Linked DNA regions of Mus musculus: region 1 is linked to region 2. A link is a contact called in public Hi-C data. All regions are on one chromosome and are shown on one strand. Each heading gives the region's core, a stretch centred on a gene start, on an enhancer-like site or on the middle of the called end of the contact. The rest is flanking DNA. Distances are from core to core; before and after follow the strand shown. Region 1 overlaps Bcas1 (breast carcinoma amplified sequence 1). Region 2 overlaps Tshz2 (teashirt zinc finger family member 2).

Region 1 (2,700 bases), core at 167-2,666, 680 kb before region 2:
TCTCTGAACCTGTAAGCCAGACCCAATTCAATGTTGTCCTTATAAGAGTTGCCTTGGTCATGGTGTCTGTTCACAGCAGTAAAACCCTAACTAAGACAGGGGAAATGAAAGAAACAATGTAGAAACTTCTAGAATATTCATGGATAAGGTAATGTGGTATGTGTGTGTGTGTGTGTGTGTGTAGACAGACAGACAGACAGACAGACAGACAGACAGACAGACAGATAGACAGATAGACAGACAGACAGAGAAGGTGGATGTCACCTAAGGAACAACACCTGATACTGTCTTCTTCTGGCTTTCACACCCACTCACAATAATAAACACAGCCACCATGTCCAAATACCAAGAATGTTTGAGGATCCACATCAGTTTGCAGATGTTAGTTGTGAAAAGGGTGGAAGGCAGAGACAGGAAGGAAAATGACTGTGAGAGTCATCAAATTTGGTAGAAAGGCATGTCAGATGCATGTTATCTACCTGATTTAAACAAAAACAAAAAACAAGCAAAACCCCCAGGACTAACTCAGCCATCTGCTGTCTTTGAGTGGCAGTGCTGGAGCAGGTGGCTTTGCACTTGAAGTAGCCCTGTGCACTCCCTGGTTTTGCAAAGTATACACACACTAGGAAGGTGGAGAGAAGGGAAGACAGAGTGGATGATGGTGTGATGTCGCTGCCCCGGTGTTACCCACGGGAACTGAGCTTCATTGTGGCCTCTTCAAAATGTTCTGGGCAACACAGGGTTAATAGTCCACTCGGATTCCCATGACATCACTCAACATCCAGGCAAATCAAGCTGGTAATCAAGACTCCATCCCTCAGGTCCAAAGCTCCCACTGTTGTTTGTGCTAGGGTTTCCTGGCCAAGACATTTTGGCTCTTGAGAGCAGAGAAGAAAGCTTGAAATCTGAGCCATGAGTGAAGATTCCGAGTCTCCCATCTTCCTCCAAGCCACAGGGATCAGCATCAGGAACCCTGACACTTCAGAACGACAAACGCGTCTGCCCAGCATGGAGAGCCACTGTTTGAAGTGTCACTTGACTCCTGCTACTCGACCCGACCCTACCCAATCCAACCCGCAGAGAGCCATTACTGTACACCCTCCAAGGTCTTTATCACTTTTCCCAAGGGATTCCCGTAGCCCTTTGATATTTAAATAGAATGCTCTTTTGAAGAACTCAACATCTGCCTCCCTCCCTCTACAAGGAACTGCTACATTTAGATCCTGATGCGACATCAACTGTGTGCCTGATGCAAGAATTTTACCCATGCAAACTCCCATAATTCTACACTCCCGTTGCATCTTCAGGATTTGTAACAGCTCCCCCTTGTGATTGCTGAACGCTGTGATTTATTTGTGATTTATTCTGATAGATCAGGATATCAGTGTAGCAGGATGTCGGTGTAAAGCAAGGTCGTGTAGGAAGTGATGTTGGAGGGGCTGGAGAGATGGGGGAGTGCTTGCTGTGCAAACATGAGGGCTTGGGTTTGGATCCGCAGCACTTACGTCACACACACACACACACACACACACACACACACACACACACACACTAATGGCGCTTGTGGGGAGAGCAGGCATCGGGAGCAGACAGAGGCTTCGGAAGCAGATGGTTTAGTGAAGACCGGGAATCTCAGATTTCCTTTTGAAAACTTCTGGGAGGCCTGAGACAGTGAGTCTCAGGAACAGAGGAGCCTGTCCCCCGCAGCTTGTTACAGGGTGCCTGCTCTGCTGTAAGCATCCCCGTCTTCTCCCGAGTGCCTGCAGGGCTCCGCTCTGTGCCTGACCCTCGTAACCAGACTTGGCCTTACCGAAAGGCATTCCTAAAGACATTCGGGGCTGTAAGATTGACATTCTAAGCCTCCGTTCACTCGGGGCTTAGATACAGTGGGGAGCAAACAAGGAGTTCCGGTAGCTGCCTCTTTTCATGTAGGGGTCCACTCTAGGACCCCCAGTGGTTGCCTACAATGCGCGACATTACTGAACTTGTCCTGCTCTGTGTTGTTTCCCATCCATTTGTGCCTGAGATAATGTTTATGGGCCAGCAAGATGGCATAGCAAGTGCTTGCCGCCGATGACCTAAGTCCACAACACCTGGAACCCACATGGTGGTAGGTGAGAACGGAGTCCTGCGAGTTGTCTTCTGACATCCACACACATGCCAGGGCACTTGCTCCACCCCATCCGGCATCCATAATAAATAAGTAGAAGTTTAGTAAGAAATCCTCCCCCCAAAAGAAAAGACTAGAAGAAAAATCTAAACCAACAAGTATACACGTCATGGTAGAGAAAAGGAAAAAAAAAAAAACTGTTCCGAGAAGAGGGGAGAAAAACTGTTAAAAGAAAAGAAAAGCAGCAGGACTTTTACAAAAGCCAGGGTTCCCGACTCCCAGGGTTCCCAACTCCCGAGCTCAAAGACACTGAGAGGATGAGATGCCAGGAAGCTTTCAAAAGTATCAAAAGATGACTGATAGCCCGAAGAAAACACAAAGAAGCAGCTGAATTCAATCCCAGTCCAGGAGAGGAGAGTCAGCAACGCCGGGGGACAGTTAGCAAAACCGATGAGAAACCAGCGACCTAGGAAAGTATCGGCGAAGGAATTTGGGTTTCAAAAAAAAAAATTAGGAATGTTGGAAATAAAAAATTCATCAGAATCAGATTTTTTAAAAAAAAATGCACACAGTGGAAAGAATCGACTATA
Region 2 (2,700 bases), core at 80-2,579:
AGCCTTCTTTATAAGCCACTGCCAGAGGGCCAGATGAATCTTCCTAAAACAGGGTGCCTCCTCACAGGGCCCCCAACCACTCTCTCCCAAATTGGGAACTGCCTTGGAAACCCATCTGGCGCAAGCACCTCTCGCTACAAATGAGGAGAGTGAAGTCATGGAATAGATAGCAAGGATCCTGCCTGTAGAGGTGACCAGGGAATCTGCCTGTTTTGGTGCCGGGCTATTAACTGATCAAGTGCATCACTAGCTCCTTCTCACACTGTCCCGGAAGAGCCTACATCCTACCCACAGAACCAACCAGTTTGTCTTTGTTTGTCCTTCCTGGGTTCTCCCTGGCTGAAAACTGAATATCTCCAATCCTGAGTGCTCCATGAGTCCCCTTGCTGGTGGCGATGGTCGTTTACTCCATTGCCACTAACATCTTCATTCTGATCTTTTCTTGACTTAGGGGTGGCTTAGTTCTTGTCAGTCATGGTGGCTTGCTTCCTGTGCCTAGACCGTTCCATCCAAGCCCTTCACATGTCTACCACACCTTCCCATTTACATCCAACCATTTCTATGTCTACGTTCCTCCATCTTAAAGTTTCTACATCCCGTCTTCCATGATTCCTCTCACTTGGCCCTTGTACTTCCTTCTCTGCCTGCCTAGATCAGCTCATGTCAGCAATCAGCGTCTGTGACCTGTTCTTTCTGTCCACAGACACACATTTTTGGAATCTGACTTCAGTTCTAATGGTGTCTCCATTTTAGTCTGTCCTTTAGCCATTCAATGATCAAAACTATCAACCCTCAAACTGGTGAGGAAGTGGAGGTCCCACTTCCTCTGTTTCCCATTGCACAGACTGTTACCGGGAAAGAACAGGAAACGCCTGGTTGGAAACATCCAGGACCTGACAACCAAGAAGGCAATCACATCAAGGGTTGACACTCCCTGTCTCTTTTTATTTATTTGCATGGCCCAGTAGATTCCGTTCTCAATCGTTTTAACAGTCCAAGACCCGTCAGGGCCAGCACATCACCGTGATCTATCGTCGGGGTAAAAAATCTCGTGGTGGTGACAGCCTAGATTGACAGCGATGTTTAAATCCTAAACTAGTCTCTGGATGACATTCAATTTTTTGTCATGAAGTTTCAAAATGTGACTGGAGCCTTTTCAAAGCTTTCCGCCTGGTGGAAACGCCGGTGGCAAAAGCAGACATAAACCAGCTGTGGTGGACTGGGAAAAACACTGACCTTTGAGGCCAAACACCTAGGGAGGGGCTAGGGCTCTGATGGGGGAGTCAAGCATGTTTCAAACAAGTCCTCCCTCCTGCAGTGGCTCCCAATAAGTGGAGCCCAGCTCTGAAGACACAGGAAGCATGTGACCCGCATGCCTGGCCCAGGAGGGGTGAGGTGTTTAAAGACCTTGTTTCAAAGAAGTGATTTACATTTGTATGCGCAGATAGGCTTCTGTTTCTTCCCAATCGGAATATGCCTTTATTAAGAGTCCCTGGAACTCAGACACAGCAACCACAGTTTTCCTTTCCCTTGTTCATTGTTGTGTAAGTTTTGTCTGCCTCTCCAGTCCATACCTATTCCAATAAATAGAAGTATTAAAAATTCCAGGCTTGTTTTACTGTTGCATTTGTCACAGATTCTTTTCAACCTAACACTAAACCCACTTTCTTTGACTTGAATTCTGAATGGTTCTCTCCAAAAGGACAAACTGAGGCCCTGGGTCAACACAAAGGCCAGAGTTTTGATCATCCCTTTCAGGGAAGCTCAAAATACAAGGATATACAAGATATACAAGCTCAAGATATACAAGGATTCCATTTCATCAGTGCTGTCTCAAGTATATTTGAATACCGAAAGGTGTGCAATGAGGAAAAAGACACTTAGCTTCTCAGTCAAAGAGTGTGCCACTAGGCAAATGATCTGTCTCAGAAGGTAAAGCGCTTGCTCGATGCCAAGTCTGATGGCCCGAGTTTGAACCCCAGGACCCACATGGCAGAAGGAAGGAACTGACTCCCACGAGCTATCTTCTGCCCTCCACATGCACACAAGCTTTGGCTTGCATGTCACCCCTTCCCCACACACAGACAAACATTACTAAAAGTATTCTTAAAAGAAGGAAAGAGTATTTTAATCAAGGGAATATATATTTAACTTCAAAAGTCATCAAGGAGGGCCCCACAGGGGGGTGACATTGAGCAGAAGGTAACCTCCCTCATAGTGACATGTAAGACCCGGAACTGGAAAGCCATGCCTGTCACTTTTTGTCCGTTCTTGAAATTTGGAACTCAGACACAGTAGTGTCCACACTTTGGATATCCTAAAGTATGCAATGAAAGCTTGGCCCAGAGAAACCCTGAACAGAACCCTTGTGATTAATAGCCTGTGCATTCAGCTGATGTATATTGTGAGTACAAACACTGAGGTCAGTGGAAATGATAATTAAACATGCATATTTCACAATGGAAAAGTCCCATCCATCAACCTGGACCCCAAACTGAAAACAGAGGGATGTTTTCCACTTGGCAGATGGAGTTAATAGTGTGCAAGAATCACTCTGTTCATCTCTCAGAATAGTTTCCCAGGCTGGACTGTTGAAAAGGATCCATTAGTTCATCCCATATCAGCCTCTTCCTTTTAAGAGATAATAATTTCATTGTTAAAAGTGACTCACACTGTAGTTAAGTAACAGGAAAAGAAAAC

Evidence for each region. A called contact is a pair of places that touch in the nucleus more often than the background predicts.
Region 1: a Hi-C map of nephron progenitors shows a contact between it and region 2, with 2.2 times the contacts expected there. The contact joins two enhancer-like sites.

What each region holds. Positions count from the first base shown.
Region 1 is chr2:170,410,242-170,412,941 of GRCm38.p6, reverse strand. The region is part of intron 3 of Bcas1 (breast carcinoma amplified sequence 1); the gene reads left to right. Among named protein-coding and RNA genes, the nearest start is that of Bcas1, 16 kb to the left of the region's middle. Within about 2 kb of position 1,416, at least 33 of the 459 cell types and tissues checked have an H3K27ac peak or open chromatin away from gene starts, as enhancers often do. A contact at or near this core is called in nephron progenitors, where this site is marked.
Region 2 is chr2:169,727,425-169,730,124 of GRCm38.p6, reverse strand. All of the region lies in intron 1 of Tshz2 (teashirt zinc finger family member 2), which reads right to left. Among named protein-coding and RNA genes, the nearest start is that of Gm34344, 62 kb to the right of the region's middle. Within about 2 kb of position 1,329, at least 22 of the 459 cell types and tissues checked have an H3K27ac peak or open chromatin away from gene starts, as enhancers often do. A contact at or near this core is called in nephron progenitors, where this site is marked.